2 separate regions of the Rattus norvegicus genome follow, and region 2 is linked to region 1. A link is a contact called in public Hi-C data. All regions are on one chromosome and are shown on one strand. Each heading gives the region's core, a stretch centred on a gene start, on an enhancer-like site or on the middle of the called end of the contact. The rest is flanking DNA. Distances are from core to core; before and after follow the strand shown. Region 1 holds the start of Cd24 (CD24 molecule). Region 2 holds the start of Rtn4ip1 (reticulon 4 interacting protein 1).

Region 1 (3,229 bases), core at 384-2,883:
CAGCCGTAAGGCCATTAAGCAAATATTGACTAAAGAAATGTGCAAATCGTATCCAAAGTAGATTTGCGCACACCAAAATCCTGATCCAGACACTTAGACTTACTGGGGGCCTACTGTGTGTCAAGATAAGACCCTGTCCGATCAGGAAGTGGCATTCCCACAAAAAAAAAAAAAAAAAAAGGAAAACCTTAATATGCTAAGTTGTTTAAAACACGGAGCCTGTCCTATGGGTACCCGAAAGTAACCGTTCTTTATTTTTACAAAGATCTTTTACTACTGCAGGTGACAAAAAAAAAACCCTAAATAATAATAATAATAATAATAATAATAATAATAATAATAATAGTAACGGAGCCCAATGCTCAATCTGTGTCTAGAGGTCCTCTCCAACACCAACAACCAATTTTTACATGTTAATTATTAAATTGGCACTTAACAGTTCTCCACCAAGCTCCCTTGATTTGCTTAACCAACACCTCCCTCTCAACATTTCTATGGGGAAGGGAGCTGAGAAGGGAATCCGGGTGAGACCAACCAGTTTCGGGATGCTGAGCCCCTCCTAGATGGGGGTTCGGGAGGACTGAGAAAGGCCCCGGGGCACAGCCAACCCACAGAGAAGACAATGGGGTACAGTTACCCTGCCTGAGATGGGGAAGACGAAGCGCGCTCCAAGCTCTTGGGCTGCTCTCCCAGGTGAGCCCGGAGCCTGGATCTCTAGGGTCCGAAAATCTGGCGCGCCCAACTTTTCAGGGGCGAAGCCCGAGGGACATCCCTGAGCGAACCGAAGGCTGTGGAAAGCCACGGTCTGCTTCTCCGAGTCCCGCCCTGGTCTCCCAGGCTCAGGTCTCATTCTGGGCGCGGCTCCTTCACCCTTTCGCTAAGGCAGCTAGAGCAGCGCCACCCATGGTGTTGGGGGGTGAGATCTGTACCCGGGACAAATCTAAGAGAGGAAACGGCTGTGGACTAGGACAAAGCCTGGCGGAGAATCGGGACACTGGAGTCCTGCCCTCCGTCTCTACAGTGCCATTGGGTCTGGGCTGAGATGGGGCCCCTAAGGTGGCCAGGGATGGAGGTGTGGGGTCGCACCGCGGGAGTTTGTGGCGTCGGGAGGTCCCTAGCTTCAGGACTGAGAACCCCCGGTGGAAGACAGAGCCACAACCAGGGATTCCTGGGCGATCTCCAAACCAGTTTGGACGGTGGAGAATGGGCGTGTGCCACGCTCCCCCGAAGGGGACCGTCCCCTCTCTTTGTGTGGTTCGCAGGGAGCTCGAAGACCCTCCGTGGGAGGGGAGGGGGGGCTCTCTCTAGGGAGTCCACTCCACGAGTTCCCCAAGTCACATAAAATTCTCTCCCTACCCCTGTGCGTGGCCGGAGGTAGGGACTTCACCCCTGCTACACACACACACACACACACACACACACACACACACACACACACACACACGCCCCCAGGACGCGGCCCCACGCCACACCGAGAGCAGGGTCTCACCTGCGTGGGTAGGAGCAGTGCCAGAAGCAGCAACCCCAGCCCTAGCCTGACCACCATCGCTCTGCCCATGTCCGCTCCGTCGGCGCGCGGCGCGACTCTCTGGATGCTCGGTGCGTGGAGATGTGCTCGGCTGGCGCGGACGCAGGCAAGGTGGGGAGCGCGGCCGGCCGGCGGGACCTTATATACCGGGACAGCCACAATAGCCGTGACGTGCGGCGCCCGCCCACCCCTGCTCTCCTCCTACCCTGCCGCCTCCCCGCTCCCCACCCCCCTGCGCCGCTCTCGCCCCCTCCCCCGCCGCCTGCTCGGAGCCCGCCCGGGTGACTTGGGATGTCCCGAGGCGGCCAGCGCGGCAGGTGGGCGGACGCCCGGGGCTGTGACCCAGCTAGGGTTTCCCGGGGCGGGCAGCGTGCACAGGCGCTGGCGACTCCCACACGGGACCCGGGGCGAGCACACGAACCACACACGCCGCCCGGCCTAAGTTTCCTTTGTTTCCCCGGCCCTGCCATCTTACCCCCCAACAGGAAAAGTCGAAGCCGCGGGCGCCGCGCAGACTGCGCGGAGCTCGGGGCTGGGTTTTCTCAAGTGCCCGCTGCAGGGGGGAACTGGGCAGGCTTGGCAGGTCCCTGGGCCGTGGCGCGTGGGGTTGGCGAGCAGACCCGGCGCCGCCTCGCGCTGTCCCTTGGCGGCTGCACCGCAGGGATCGCAGGGATCGCAGGGATCGCAGGGATCCCGGACCCCAGCCGTGAGTATGCTCGGCTGGGCGGCCGCCCCTCGCTCGGCTGCTTGCTTTGTGTTTTGAGCTGGTCTAGTGCTGCATTCAGCAGAGCGCACCCGGGCAAACCCCCCGCAGCATCCACCCGGACCTAGGGAACAGCCAACTGCGCACGGCCACGGGGCGGGACACTGAGAGGGACTGAGTTTCGGTCCAAATAATCTCCACGTTTCTGGGGACGCGCTTGTTCTGCCCAGTACTTGCTCAAGCCATTTTCCTCCATAGCTGCCGTGTAAGTCATTTTGACGAACCGATGCAAAAAGAGCAGTCATCGGTCTGTACGTTTTAATGGAATCTTTCTTTCGACCCTCTTCCTTTGTGAGAACTCAAAAGCAAATTTGAAAATTATTTAGTGGTGGAATATTTTTAAATTTTAATCACAGGGTTCTGGACCTTCCTATTTAAAGTGGTAGCCCACGTGTTTTGCGGCCCGTAAAAAGCCAAACAAAACAAACCTAGCAACGGTGGAAATTTGTTTAAATTTCAATTTTTTGCAGAACAGCCTCGTAAAAGCAGAGTTTTATGGGTGCAGGCTGACAATGGACTCCGTAGTCGTCGGTTTGTGGCTGCGTTGGCCTGAGCCTTACCGGGTCAGCCACAGCCGCTCAGTAACTTTCCACGTGTGAGATGTGCTTGGACACACAGGAATTTCTGTATAGCGCCAGTGAACTTTCCTGTCTAACAGTTACCACACTGTATAGAAAGGTCATTCTGTGCCCAGCTCCCGGCTCCTCACCGAGGGTGGCGCCTAATCCCAAGCGCCCGCCCGGGTCTTCAGAGCTTCTCCGGGACAGACTAGGGGACTTCTCCTGCTGTTGCTCCAGGTTTTGCCCTCCGATTGTTTTTCTGCCCCTCTCCTCAGTTCTCCATTCTTCCCCCTCCTTCCTCTTACTTCGTCTCCCGCCCCTTCTCTTGGTATTAGCTTAAGGAAATGTGCTGGTGAGGTAGCCAACAATACAGCCTCT
Region 2 (3,229 bases), core at 499-2,998, 310 kb before region 1:
AATTAACTAGCCACCTCAGAACATAGTCATCTCCAGAAGACAAGGATGAGTTCCCAGAAGCAAGACTGACAATATTCTAGCCAGTTTTTTCCCCTAGAATTAATGTATAAATACAAATCATCGGTTCAGCAATATAATAGAATCACGGTATAGGATATGAGAATGAGTTTAAGGAATGCTCTCCCCAAGCTTTTCAACGTGACCCAGCAAGAGAAAAAAACAGGATAACAGTATCCCAGCCTCAACATGTGTGTAACAAGAAAACACATTTTAGCTGGGGGTGGGGAGTCGGGGATGGGGCTATGAGAAATGATGAGGATGCTGTGCCCATATCAGGAGTCCTGCTCTGTTGCTTGGTCCACTGGGCCTCTAACAGAAGCTGTGAACAGTGGGACAGCAAGAAGGATACAGGAATTACATGAACACAAACTCTGAAGTGATGGAGAAACATAACCAAACTCTGGAACCTGTGCTGGACCCTAAAATTACCACAGAGCAAATCAACAGTAGCAAATCAGTTCTCAGCCCCAATTTGAGTGTGAAAGGAAGCAAACACATTCAATAAAAGATTAAAGTATACCTTGGCAGTCGTGATGTCGAAACTTCGGAAATATTTGCAGGGATCTTATCAGAAACCTACACAATTTTGGATCATTCTGCCTACAGTGGTGCCTGCCACCAAGACTCATGGTCAGTTTAATCCCCTGAGCCTACATGGTAGAAGGAAAAAAACTCACCCCAAAGGATGTCCTGTGACCTCCACTTGGGCCCTGTTCCACACACCCAACCACAAAATAAACACACGTAATAAGAAACCTAAATGATTCCTTCAAGCCAACCAAAACGTAGTCCATTAACTAGGTGTGGAGGTCTACACCTGCTGTATCCCAGGACTGGAGAGGCAGAACAGGAGGGCTGCAGAGTGGAGACTACTCAGGTGTATACAATGAGTTGGAGGCCAGCCTAGGCTAGACAACGATCCCTTGTTTCAAAACAAAACCAACAAAACACCCGTGTACCCAGTGAATTTGATTTAAAAAAACAAAAAAACAAAAACAAAAAAACCTGGGCAACTTACTTCTCATGTTAACATCTATAGGATTTACACTGGCAGCATGGACTTTGATAATGACTTCGTTTGGATAGTGTATGATAGGTAACATCATGTTCTGGGTGAATCGAAGGACTTCATTCTTTCCATATTTATCTATCACCCAAGCGGGCATGACAGTGCTCCTCGCAGACGTAGTACTAATGCCTCTATATGGTGGCCTCGTGATAACTTTCCTTCTCCAGAAGCACACGGCGGCACAAGCATTTCTTCTAAGTACACAAGTCTTCAAAACTTCCATCCTGCGCAGGGATGGAGAACGTGTCCTCAAAAAAAAAAAAAATTAAAAAAAGGAAGGAAGGAAGGGAAAAGAAGCGAAAGAAAGGAGGAACGTGGGTGGGGAGGCGGAGAGAGGACCTGGGGCGGGTCAAACGAACAAGCTTCAATTCAGCCAAATTCTGCCAAACCCACTGGTCAATTAAGGGAGGAGGAGCTTTCAGAAACAAGCTCAACCTAAAGTAGCAACAGAAGAAAATAGAATTGCTACTGTGCTCCCCACTCAGAAATGGCGTCCAGCCAGTACTCTGGCCATTCCTTCCTTACGCTCTCCTTCCCATTAAGGAAAAAAGCAAACAAGCAGGGAGTCCTCAGCAGGACGAGCAAACAGGGCTTGCAATCCCGAGGCGACCCCGGCCGCGGTCTCCTTGCTTGTCCGCGCGCAGCCTCCTGCCGCCGGCTCGCGAGCCAATCGTGTGCAGGGATCATTTCCGCATCCTGGAAATCGACCAATCGAGGCGCTCGTTGTTGAGGAGGGGGCGTGAGGATCCAAGATGTCTGCGCCCATGTAACGCCGGTGACCGACGTTGACTTCTTCCTCTGCTCTGGGATCCTGTGGTACTGGGCTGACTCAGAGGACTATGCTGGGCCGGACTCTCCGAGAAGTGAGTGGACGTGGCCAGGAGTGGATCAGGGAGGGCGGAGACACTGGAGGACTTGGAAGTTCAAGGTCGCCCCGGGTCACCCCGCACTGCTCGCTCCGCCTGGCCGCCTACATTCCTGAGTGGGAAGTGGGATTCGAACCTAGGCTCTTACGTACACCCTCTATCAATTCCCAGGAGTCAGCCACGTCAAGAGAAATTGTTGAACCCCCCGAGCCGTGGAGTGGAATTGCATCCCTCCCGCGCGATTTGGGAACGGTTTCTCAGACAAGCCATTTCAAGCCTGTCGCTGCTGTGCTCGCTTAGGGACCGGGCGATTTTATAGCATGCAAATTTCAAACAAACCAAAAAAATGATGGCCAAAAAATAAATAAATAAATAAATTATGGCTTAAAAAAAAAAAACAAAGGAAAAACACGGCCGAACAACTAGGGTTTCTACACATCATGTTTTAACCCCTATTTAAGCAATAGGTCGCAACCACAAATGTAGGAGAAAATTTGACAGCAGTTTAAAAGGGGAAAGGGGATGTTTCTTAGAGACAGTGGGCAAACGCGTTGTGAATTCAAGATGTTTCTGACAGCACCCAATGTTGCTCCCTCACGACTTCTCTGCGCGAGGTTCAGAGCAGTATGTGTGCACTACCCAGCAAATGCCTGAAACATCTCAACTCAGAATCGAGGGTGTTCTGTGTTAGGATTTAACATATGTGCAACCTTTCTACACTTGTGGAAACATAATTGTTTAATTGCAGAGAACAAAACCTTTTAATATTTTCCTAAATCATTCCTCAGCGCGTCCGTACCCTAAGTGTGAAATTTGTGTTTCTCTGGGTTCTATTGCATTAAGGTGCTTGATACTGAAAATGGCTGCTTGAGTTATCGACTTGAGTTTCATTCAAAAGTTATTAAATAAGTTCGATGTGAGGTTATTCAGCTTTTCCCAGTATGGCTCTATACATGCTCCTACCATTTCATACAACATACTTATGCAAAGTGGTGTTCTCGGCACTGATATAGCAAATCAAAATATTGGTAAACTGAAAAAGGGAACAACATTGAAGCAACCTGCAGCCAGGATTTAATTCCTTATTTTAAAATAAGTAAGTCTATGAGTCTATGCATCCATTGGTATGCAGATTTACTATCATCTTTAAGAGCAAAATTATGTATACCAAAGAATTTTTTAAATATCTATTTATTTACTTATTGTATATGGGTATTTTGACTGCATGTATGTC

What was found. A called contact is a pair of places that touch in the nucleus more often than the background predicts.
Region 2: a Hi-C map of psoas muscle shows a contact between it and region 1, with 3 times the contacts expected there. The contact joins the promoter of Rtn4ip1 here to the promoter of Cd24 in region 1. A contact is called at or near these places in 9 of 12 Hi-C or Micro-C datasets (the A7r5 cell line, the Rat2 cell line, Schwann cells and 5 more).

The regions. Positions count from the first base shown.
Region 1 is chr20:48,654,881-48,658,109 of GRCr8, reverse strand. It overlaps Cd24 (CD24 molecule), which reads right to left and starts at 1,633. Exons shown (of 2, transcript NM_012752.3): 1 at 1,490-1,633. The coding sequence starts at 1,558.
Region 2 is chr20:48,963,454-48,966,682 of GRCr8, reverse strand. It overlaps Rtn4ip1 (reticulon 4 interacting protein 1), which reads right to left and starts at 1,748. Exons shown (of 9, transcript NM_001107644.3): 1 at 1,079-1,748. The coding sequence starts at 1,352. It overlaps Qrsl1 (glutaminyl-tRNA amidotransferase subunit QRSL1), which reads left to right and starts at 1,871. Exons shown (of 11, transcript NM_001014034.2): 1 at 1,871-1,992. The coding sequence starts at 1,969.